3 separate regions of the Gossypium hirsutum genome follow, and regions 2 and 3 are each linked to region 1. A link is a contact called in public Hi-C data. All regions are on one chromosome and are shown on one strand. Each heading gives the region's core, a stretch centred on a gene start, on an enhancer-like site or on the middle of the called end of the contact. The rest is flanking DNA. Distances are from core to core; before and after follow the strand shown. Region 1 holds the start of LOC107951423 (kinesin-like protein KIN-7N). Region 2 holds the start of LOC107951418. Region 3 has its middle 12 kb from the start of LOC121210892.

Evidence for each region. A called contact is a pair of places that touch in the nucleus more often than the background predicts.
Region 2: a Hi-C map of leaf shows a contact between it and region 1, with 4 times the contacts expected there. The contact joins the promoter of LOC107951418 here to the promoter of LOC107951423 in region 1. A contact is called at or near these places in 3 of 34 Hi-C or Micro-C datasets (callus, fibers and leaf).
Region 3: a Hi-C map of leaf shows a contact between it and region 1, with 4 times the contacts expected there. The contact joins the enhancer-like site here to the promoter of LOC107951423 in region 1. A contact is called at or near these places in 12 of 34 Hi-C or Micro-C datasets (callus, fibers, hypocotyl and 2 more).

The regions. Positions count from the first base shown.
Region 1 is chrA02:20,336,259-20,339,906 of Gossypium_hirsutum_v2.1, reverse strand. LOC107951423 (kinesin-like protein KIN-7N) reads left to right here and starts at 2,004. Exons shown (of 17, transcript XM_016886473.2): 1 at 2,004-2,214; 2 at 2,293-2,382; 3 at 2,479-2,597; 4 at 2,693-2,806; 5 at 2,891-2,972; 6 at 3,058-3,125; 7 at 3,207-3,284; 8 at 3,388-3,530; 9 at 3,616-3,648. The coding sequence starts at 2,070.
Region 2 is chrA02:20,780,741-20,784,388 of Gossypium_hirsutum_v2.1, reverse strand. LOC107951418 reads right to left here and starts at 1,870. Exons shown (of 2, transcript XM_041087224.1): 1 at 902-1,870; 2 at 1-786. The coding sequence starts at 1,415. The coding sequence ends at 764.
Region 3 is chrA02:20,763,244-20,766,891 of Gossypium_hirsutum_v2.1, reverse strand. No RefSeq gene overlaps it. Among protein-coding and RNA genes, the nearest start is that of LOC121210892, 12 kb to the right of the region's middle. Within about 2 kb of position 1,966, at least 2 of the 9 cell types and tissues checked have an H3K27ac peak or open chromatin away from gene starts, as enhancers often do. A contact at or near this core is called in leaf, where this site is marked.

The DNA of each region.
Region 1 (3,648 bases), core at 755-3,254:
CATATGTCACAGGATCAACAGAAGCACAAAATCGATACCTAATAGACAAAACTTTCATTGGCGTCATTCCGAAAATTTTACACCTAATTCTTTTACGAAATTTTGTCAAATCTATGTCCTGGTTAAAAACCAGTCACATTTTATTCTCTGATAAAAAACGCCATTCCCGGTGTGACGAACCTCTCCATCATAGTAAATAACAACACTAATACGTTCACTCATCTTCAATTTCTATTTTGCTTAACGTCTCTAATTTTTCTTGCTGTAACTTATGCAACCTGAGAATAAAATTTGGCTTATTTATAACCTCAGGCCAAATAGGAACTACTGTAGAAAAAGAGCGTCCATGTGGGAGCTTTTTTCAGTACTTTTGCTGACAGTGCATCCTGCTTGAAGCGTTTTTGACACTATTTGTTCAGAAACATCTTCTCAAAATTATTTTATCAGAAACTACTGTAGAAAAAGAACGTCCACGTGGGAGCTTTTTTTAGTACTTTTGCTGACAGTGCATCCTGCTTGAAGCGTTTTTGACACTATTTGTTCAGAAACATCTTCTCAAAATTATTTTTTCAAAAACTACTGTAGAAAAAAAGCGTCAACGTGGGATCTTTTTTCAGTACTTTTGCTAACAGTGCATCCTTCTTGAAGCATTTTTGACACTATTTGTTCAGAATCATCTTCTCAAAAATATTTTTTCAGAAATTACTGTAGAAAACAAGCGTCCACGTGGGAGCTTTTTTCAGTACTTTTGCTGACAGTGCATCCTGCTTGAAGCATTTTTAACACTTTTTGTTCAGAAACAACTTCGCAAAATTATTTTTTTAGATACGCCTTCTCTAATTTATTTTTTCAGATACGTCTTCTCTAATTTATTTTTTCAAAAATTACTGTAGAAATTTTTTTTATTGCTAATATATTTTTTCCATAACCCTAAACACAAAATTATTTTAAAAAACTAATCCATAATTTAATTAATTAACCCTAAACCTTAATCTAATTTATTTTTTAAACTAATAATTAATGTAATTAAGCAACCCAAAACCCAAAACCCTAATTTTTTGATTTTTTTTTAAAAAAATTCTAAATCTTAAATTCTAAACCCTAAACTCTAAACCCTAAACACTAAAACAATAACCTTAAATCCTAACCCTAAATGCAAAAAAAATCCTAACCCTAAAAAAAGGAGCAAAACTCTCCCCTAGAGACGCGCTTTTCTAACATGTCACCTGACATCGTGCTGACGTGGACGCACTTTCGAGGAATTCGGTACTTTCCAGTAAATAATCAAAAAGTTGGCCCATTTCCATAAATATTAAAAAAATGGCTTTTTCTTGTAAATTGTCTGATTTTTTTTTCATCGTTAATTTAATTTAATTTCTTTAATAAAATATTTTTCATCTGGTTTTTTTTTGGTTAAAAATAGATATGCTAATTTTGGCATTTTTCATAAATTCTTTGATATAATTTTTTTCAAGTCCTTAGACTTGATTGATTAACCATTTTTCCAAAAAAAAAATTCCATGTGGCAATATAAAATTTATCCACGTGTCAACTCTAGTTAGAGTTAACTTTGTTTTTGAAAGTAGAAGTATCGAGAGAATTTATCATTATCCATTTTTATTATTCTTCTTATACTTGCCTCTCAAAAGATAAATATTTAATTTTGCTAAAGTAAATTTTTTTAACTTTTTTCTGAATATATACATAAAACAATATAATTGCAGTCTTTTATCGGTGGAACTTTCTACTACAATTATGTTGTATACCATTGTTTGAATTCTATACAATTAAGAACTACAAAAGTGGAAAGGATCTAAGCTGGCCCTTGGAAATTACATGGGCTTCTCGTAATGTTGATACAATCATCCAACTGAGGCATGTGGGCTATTCTCTTACCCAAAGAAACTGGGCCAGTAGACATGTTCTTTAGGGTCCGAATACCCATCCAATCCTCCATTTTATGGGCATTTCCGTCAATCCAAAACATTCAAATACAAATTCCCCCGTTTTCACAATGCATAAAGATCCCGCCTTAGCTCTCGCTCTGCAACTCAACGTTTAAAAAGAAAATGGAGAAGATCTGCGTAGCAGTGAGAGTAAGACCTCCAATTTGCCATGAAAATTCTTCTTCAACTTTCTGGAGAGTCGATGATAATCAAATCTCTCTTCACAAGCTCCACGGCAGCCCAATTTCCTGCGTTTCTTACGCTTTCGGTAAATTTTCATTTCCCAAATCCTTTTTACCTTTCCAATTCCAATTCTCATTCCTTGAATTTTTTTTTGTGTTTCTAGATCATGTCTTCGATGAGAATTGCTCGAATTCAGATATTTACGAGCTTCTTACTAAGGATATTATTCATGCTGCTGTGGACGGCTTTAACGGTTTAAATTTTATCCCCTTTTTTAGCCCTAATTTTGATGATCTGGTATAAAAATTGATTAATTTGTATATGATTTACAATTTTATTTATGTTTTAGGAACTTCTTTTGCATATGGGCAAACAAGCAGCGGCAAGACCTTCACTATGAACGGTTCATCTAACGATCCCGGAATTATTCATCGAGCAGTTAACGATATATTTCAGAAAATAAATATTGTAATTTAACGAAATTTGGTTCTTTCCCGAAGCAGTTAACGACATATTTTAGAAGCTTTGGCTTTGATTTTCTTGTTGTTGAATTCAATTCCCAGATCTCTGATCGAGAGTTTCTCATCCGAGTTTCCTACATGGAAATTTACAATGAAGAAATTAACGACCTTTTCGCTGTAGAGAATCAGAAATTGCAGATTCATGAGAATTTAGAGGTCAGCCATTGATTAAACTTTGATGCCGTATCAAATGTGTACCATAATGCTCAAAACTAACAGATTTTTTCTTGTTTGTTTTAGCGTGGGATTTTCGTTGCGGGTCTTAGGGAGGAAATTGTGAACAATGCTGAACAAGTGATGAAGCTCCTGGAGTCTGGAGAAGGTCCTTTAAACTTCTTTTTTTTGCCATTGGTTTAACTGGGTAGTTGTTTATTTTTAATAATTTGTTTAAATCATTTTCCTTACAGTTAATAGGCATTTTGGTGAGACAAATATGAATGCACGAAGTAGTAGGTCTCATACAATATTCAGAGTGGTATGTTCTTTTAACATATTGTTGAACATAAACATTACTACTTTACTCTTAATATTCGTTGTATTTATGTTACATTACTAGGTGATAGAAAGCAAGGGAAAGGATACAGGCTCTTTTGGTGATTATTCAAGCAGTGATGCCATACGCGTCTCAGTTTTGGTATGTACCTTATATTACTATAGACTTTCCCCCCTTTTATCTAGTTTATACCTTGTCCCATTAGTTTTATGAATGTTATTTTAATTCCTTTATTTGAAAGCAGAATTTGGTTGATTTGGCTGGTTCTGAGCGGATTGCTAAGACTGGAACTGGTGGAGTACGTTTGAAGGAAGGAAAGTATATTAACAAGAGCTTAATGGTTCTTGGTAATGTAATTAACAAACTTAGTGATAGTGCAAAACAAAGGTACTTGTTTTGCTTATCCTGCGAGAAGTAACTTATTTGTATAGAATAACTATGTTCTAATTATATGAATTATTGACATGTAAAGGGCACATATTCCTTATCGTGATAGTAAATTAAC
Region 2 (3,648 bases), core at 621-3,120, 440 kb before region 1:
CAGGATTCTAAATCTTAGGAATAAGGACAATCAAGGTATTATTAAGCCCAAAATTAATATCCCTACCGTTGAAGACCATTTTCACCCAGCCACAAACAGCTGGACCTACCGTATCCCACTGTTTCTGAAAGAAGATAGCATGAAAATCGTCGCTACCCGGAGCTTTTAAGGGAGCCATATCAAACATAGCTCTCTTAATTTCCTCATTAGTGACCACTCTTCCTAAAAAATCACTATCGGTAGAAGCAAATTGGGGAAACCTGTTAGGAGGCAAGGATCACATGGGACCAGGGTCATCTCCGTATAATTTCTGGAAAAAAATTAGAAGCTTCCAATTCGATAGCCTTAGGATCAAATACCCAATCACTAAGAGAGTTACAAATGGCAGAAATACGGTTATTTTTTCGCCTCTGCAAAGTGCGAGCATGAAAAAGCTTAGTGTTTCTATCCCCCAGATGAAGCTAGTCACACTGAGCCTTTTGTTTCCAGAGAAGTTCCTCATGATGTAACACATTTTCCTACTCATTTCTTATCTTTATTTCAACAAGAGCTAAATGAGTGGAACCTAAAAGGTTCATTTTCCTCTGAACGGTTGACAACTTATGAATTAGGTTTCTCCTACGAGTAGTGATATGGTCGTAAATGGTCTTATTCCACTCTTTGAGATTCGCAGTAAATTTATTTAAAGAAGCAGACATGTTCCCTTGAAAGACCCACTGATGTCTCACAAGATTTCCAAAATCAGAGTGTTCAACCCATCCTGCTAAGAACCTAAAAGGTCTTCCCCTAGGCAAGGCAAAATCAAAATTAAAGTTGAAGAGAAAAGAACGGTTGTCAGATTTAATTCTTGGAAGATGAGTAACTAAGCTGTTTGGAAAATAGTTTACCCAAGCCTCATTACCTAAAGCATGATCCAATCTTTCAAACAGATGACCCCTGTAGCAAGTAAAAGGAGGTCCCTTAAACCCCAAATCATGAAGGTTAGACAAGTCTACAAAATTACCAAAACGGGGACACCTCTTTCCATTCGAAAGGCCACCCTTTTTCTCATCAGAGGAAAGAATAGCATTGAAATCTCCAATCACCATCCAAGGAGTTTGCCCAACAGGTATAGTAGCTCTCAATTCATGCCAAAGGTCTTTTCGCTTCTGACGATTAGGACTCCCGTAAACGAACCCGATCAATATTGGAATTGACGAAGAATTATGCCAAACCTGAGTAATAATGAATTGGGGATGATTTTGTAGAATCTTCACTTTAACAGACTTGTTCCAACCAATACAAATGCCCCTAGCATAACCAATAGCCTCCACACGATGTAAAAATTGAAATCCCAATTTTGCAATAATTCTATCTGCCTTGGATCCACTAACTCTATTTTCCAACAAGCTAATAATATCGGGTCTATGCTCCATATTATACTCTCAAAAAATATGAGAAAATTTGGCATTGGCGCATCCCTGACAATTTCAAGAAAAAATTGAGAGATTCATAATTAATAGAAAATAGTAAAGAAATCATACCATTAATGCCCGGAATCGTTCAATCCACTAGATTCAGGATCAGCACGTACTCCCATTTCAGCTTCCTTTGAAAGGTCAGAGGAAATAAGCTTCGCCACCTCTTTCATAGAATCAGCTAAAGAAACCCGTAAGTTTGCAGAAGCTTTAAATTGATTCCCACCTCCTTTTAAATCATTACTTTTTTTGCGCGTTCCTCTAGTAATGCCAAATTTCTCATTACTTTTTCGATCCTTATTTTCCGTTTTACTTGTACTTATATGCTCAAAAATACGACATTTAGACTGATCAAATGAATTAAAAAAATTTTAAAAGTGACAGCAGAGTGTTTCTCGTGGTCTAAAATATTATCAGTCAGCTGAACATCAACTTTTACTGGGCTTTCAAAGGCCGGGTTGAAATGTGCCTTAATATCACCCGACTTACTAGCTTGTAATTTTGGGTTATAATGGTTTTCAAAGTTACCTGCATTCAACAAAATAGACCCAAATTCTTGGTTAGTCGAAATTAAATTAAGATTTGGAAAAACCTGGGGATTCTCGACATTGGTCCATGTAGGAGAGGCCTGCTGGTCACTAACGGGCCTGGAAAGAGACAACGGCCTGATTGGCTTTTACACCGCTCTAAAAGCGTGATTACCCGTGGTCTCCATATTCGTAGGAACATTGGATACAGAGGGAGTTGCTTTAGTTTGACACGCCTGCTGACGTGATCCATTTATGTTTTCTTTAGATGACGGCCCAACCAGAAACCCATTCGGCCTGCTATCAATCAATATCTTTTTTCCCTAGGCTTTTCAGCCTTATTCTGTCATTACCATGGCCTGAATGAACTCCCCCCCAATGCGCTTAGTTTCTGAAATATTTATGTTCTTTTGGGCTTTCGAATCCAGACCCAGGTCACAAGTCCTCTTTTGGGCATCTGAACCAATGCCCGAATTTTTAACAGTTTTAATATGCAGAGGTAGCAAAGATTTAATAAAATCTTCTCCCCTAGAATCAAGGGTGGTCAAATCAGGTTCCACCACTTGAAGATTTAATTATTTTAAATCTGCCTTTATCGTTTCCTCTTCACCGCCCGTCTTCTTGCCTTCAATGGTAAAGACATTAAATCTAGAGCCTAACCTTCCTTTTCCAGCAGCCATACCACTAGAATCACAAGAATCCCCCGATCTTCATCGGGATTTACGCTCTACCAACATCCAAGGTCTGAAAGTTGGTTCAGAGACCTTTCCTGGATCGTTGTTGTTACTGTTAGAACCGTCGTCGACCACCACTTTGTCACTATCTTTGCCCAATATTTCTTTCGACAAGGAACACAACTCCCTCACATGCCCGTATTTTCCACAGGTAAAACAGATCGTTGGTAAGGCTTCATATTCCACCTGTTGTATTTCACCATTGACACAGATTTGAGAGATGAGAGGCTTATCCAGGTTGATAAACAGAGCCATTCTAGTGAATTTGCCCCTAGTTCTATTATCGGTCTTAAAGTCAAACTTTACAACCTTACTGATCATGCTTCCAATTGCCCCGAGAATCTTCCTTTTGTACATAAACCCCAGTAATCCGGGTAGCCTGATCCATGCCATAACTACACTTGGGTATGGTTGAAGGGGAGAGAACTCTTTTGTCCATGGTTGAACTGTCAAATATTTGCCCAAAAATTATCCATGGTCCCTGTGTAAGAACTTTGTCATAATCCTCTTAGTTTTGGAATTTAGCCAAAAAATACCCATTCTTAATATCCACTAATTGGAATAATTGTATAGGCTTCCACAGGCTACTAATTCGATTAAAAAGAACACCATAACTGATATTTCGGCAAAGTAGTTTTAAAAATACTATCATCTCCATCTCCTTATACAAGATTTCTTTGACTCGATCAAAGAACTCAATTGCCGGAATTCCATTAACAGTGGACCTTATGATATCATCGTCTAACAAAATAAAATATTCATCACTTCCCTCCTCAAATCTCACAACTTTCTGACTAGTCCCAGACGAACCAGTCCCAAAAAGTTTGTCTGTCCATGATGTTGCCGCATTCAAAGGTGGACCAAAGTCCACAGCCATATCCACAGAAGCCCCATCGAAAACATATTTAAACCTAACTTTCTTGGTATTGC
Region 3 (3,648 bases), core at 717-3,216, 430 kb before region 1:
TAAGTTTCAATTTCTGTCCCACTACGTCCCACATCGGTGGACCTACGATGCCACTATAACAAGGTAACGTTAGTAAGATACATAGTAGTAGTAATTACCTTAGTGGCAATATCCGTGATGCCTTTGGCATGGAAGTATTACTTGACTCCCTATAGGAAGTTGTCCACATCTCTTGTGAACTTTGTTCCCTTGAACTCCTTGGGCTTGGGAACATCCACACTGGGCTTGGGTGCTATAGCAACTAACCCTTCATTGCCCAAAGTAGCCTTGTAGATTGTGAGTTTACCCTTGAGCTCCGCAATCTCCTCTTTCAAGGTCATCATTATAGCCTCAATGGCATCAGTCCTACTAGTCATCATAGCCTTGATGGCATCATCCCTACAGTCAACTTCTAAACATTATCCAACACATACTCTTTGAGCTGCTCTTGCATAGATTGCAACCCATCATTAAGCCTATTATTGACATCATCAATCCTCTCCTTAGAATCCCCCATAGATTCCTCGAGAGTGACGACTTGATCCTCTAAAGCTGACAGCATGTCCCTCGAACGGATAGCTTTCTTAGCCCTCCACGAGTCTCCATTCCATCAACATTCTTAGCAACTTCTTTCAACATCTTTCAACGGTGCCTTCCAACGCTAGCTCTGATACCAATTGCATGGACTTAGAGTTTTCACAAGTAATCCGTGAGGTCTTAGGCAGTTTCTTCGCTAAAAAATGCCTAAGTCAGCCTAACTCGCAACAATTGAGGATTCAACAGAACTCCTCTAAAGCCCGCATAGCAGAAGAACGAAGTAAGAACGAACTTGAAAGATGAACAAAAGCCACAGAAAAACAAGAACACTTGAGAGAAAAAATTGAGTGAATGTTCTCAAAATTCTATTAATTACTAAATGAATTACAATGAGGGGGAGATGCCTCTATTTATAGCTAAACCTTCCCAATATCAACGGTACAGATTGAAATACATTAATGGCTAAGATTTAAAGTTATCTAGATATCAAATCTTTAAGATTACAGGATCGTATCTTCTAAAGATTACACTTAATGTCTAGGATCATATATCTTTGAAGATCCTCTTCCATATTTGCCAAGCATATCTTTGAAGATCACGTTCCGTATTTGCCAAGCTCCGGAGATGGGCTTTCAATCTCTCAAAGTAATGGACTGGTCTGATTAGGCCAAATGACCTCCCTCGAATGCAATGGATCGTACAAGTTCGTCATGGTTGCAGGTTCCCATGCGCAACCCATGACACTAGGACTCGTCCTATTGGCAAAATGTGCATAAATTTCCAATAACAAACAATCCGGTAGGCTCTTGGAGTTCCCACTGTTAGCTCGAACAACCTTAATTTCCTCACTATCTTCTGTCAATTTCTTTCAACTTAAACTTCTAAACCTATCTTGGTAACAAAATGATAGCGTAAGTGACTAAAACGTAATATTTCAAAAATAAAATGTAATTTGGGGCAAAATAAAGTGACTATTTTTATAATTTACTCTTAATTTAATTACATTTTCAAATTTCAATTATTTAATTAATTAAATAGTTACTTGAAAAAACTTTAAAGTAATTCTCACGTCCTTTTTGTATTTATCAAGAAAACGCATTCATTTATCAATGCCACCCATTTATCTTATTTCATCATTTTCATTCAATTCTATCTATTCGATTCTACACGAAAATTTGTTCAAATATTCACTTTTTGATTTTTTTATTTCTTTCAATTTTTCTAATTTTATTGGATTTTCAATATTTCCATTTTGTTTTTGTGTTTTTCAATTTTTTTGTATTTTAAAAATATTTTTAATTGATATTTAAAAAATGAAAATGAAAATGAAAAAGAAAAAAAAATATAAATGAATGACAAACGTGATAGTAAATACCACTTAATGCACTTTGACTCTTCCCTTACCACATGTGCGCGGCGGCTTCCTTAGGGTTTCAAAACCTTAACCTGAAATTTCATAAAGACGTGGGCCGTTTGGCCTCCTAGGCTGATTGGACTTGTACTTCTGAGTTTGACCCGATTTGAACTTGGACTTGACTTAATTTAAACCTTAAGTAAATAGATTTGGGCTTTACCTAATTTAAAATAAAATGGGTTTTAAAAAATATATATTTAAAAACCAAATCCAAAGTAGTTTTATTTCTCAAAATCATTTAAAAATAAAACAATTAGAATAAAAATGATTTTATTTAAAAACAAATTTTCTCCAAAAACCATACCTGGACTGGATATCCCAATTTCCACCCTCATCATGCCAAATTTCCTAAATTTTAATTAAACTTATAAATTATTTCAACATAAAATTTAAACTCAATCTCCATTTAATTGTTAGTTTTCAATTCAAATCCAAATCTTGTAAAATCAATTTTATTAAATCCAAGTTTTATTTTAATTTTAAAGTTAATTTTACTTAATTTTAAAATAAAAATCAATTTTGGCTCGAAATTATTTCATAGCTCTCATTCAATGATTCCAAAGTCAAATAGACTCACAAGAGAGAAAATGAGAAACATGCATGTTAGATCAAAATTATACCTTTTTTCAATTAATTTATTTTATTTTCTTTCAATTTTCAAATTTTCAAATTTTCAAAACAATGTATGACCATTTTCTTTCTACACATCTATAAAAAAATTATATTTTTATTTTAGGTAAATTATAAAAATAGTCATTTTTGTTTGACACAGATTACATTTTAGTCATTTATGTTTAAAATGTTATGTTTTAGTCACTTACATTATTGTTTTGTTACAAAATGATCACTTTGCTGTTAAGTTTCGTTACCTCCCTAACGGCAGTCCTACGTGGCAATCCAAATGGGTTTTAAATGCCAACTTAGATGTCCTACGTGGTAGTTTAAATTAAATTTATTTAATTAAAAATCTATTTTTATCCCAGCAATTGGATATATAAGTTGTCATTTAAAATCCATTTAGATTACTATGTAGAACTATTGGTAGGGAGGTAACGGAATTTAATATAGAGTGGTCATTTTATAATAAAACAATAACATAAGTAATTAAAACATAATATTTTAAACGTAAATGACTAAAATATAATGTGAGGTAAATAAAAGTCACTATTTTTATAGTCACTCTTTTTATCTTTCTAACTTTCTAACCTTTCCATGCTTATTAAATGCTTGTAAATAGGTTAGTGGTAATGACGAATGCGCGCATTTTTGGCTTAATCAATGGGCGGGTGTATTTTACTTGCCATCTTTGTTTCCAAGTTTGTTCTCTTTACCATCTCAGCAAGACTCATCGGTGGCTGATATTCTTTCTGTTGAGGGTCATTTATCTCTTCACTTTCGAAGGGCTCTATATATTTGGGAACATAAGCTTGTGGGGAAAGTGGCTAGTATCAGGTTGAAAATTGGTATTGAGGACAAGTTGATATGGACTATGGATACTAAAGGAAAATTTTCAGTTAAAAAGGTGTCTTGGATGCTTTACTAGGATAATCTAATGATCTCCGATTCCCGAGTTCTTAAGATTGTTTGGCGCTTGAACGTACCACCAAAAGTTCCAAGGCTTTTCCTTTGGTTGGTGATTCATGATAGCATCACAACAGAATGTTTCCTTGGAAAAGGAGTCTTATCAGCGAAGCGGATTTACTCCTTTGCCGCTGGAG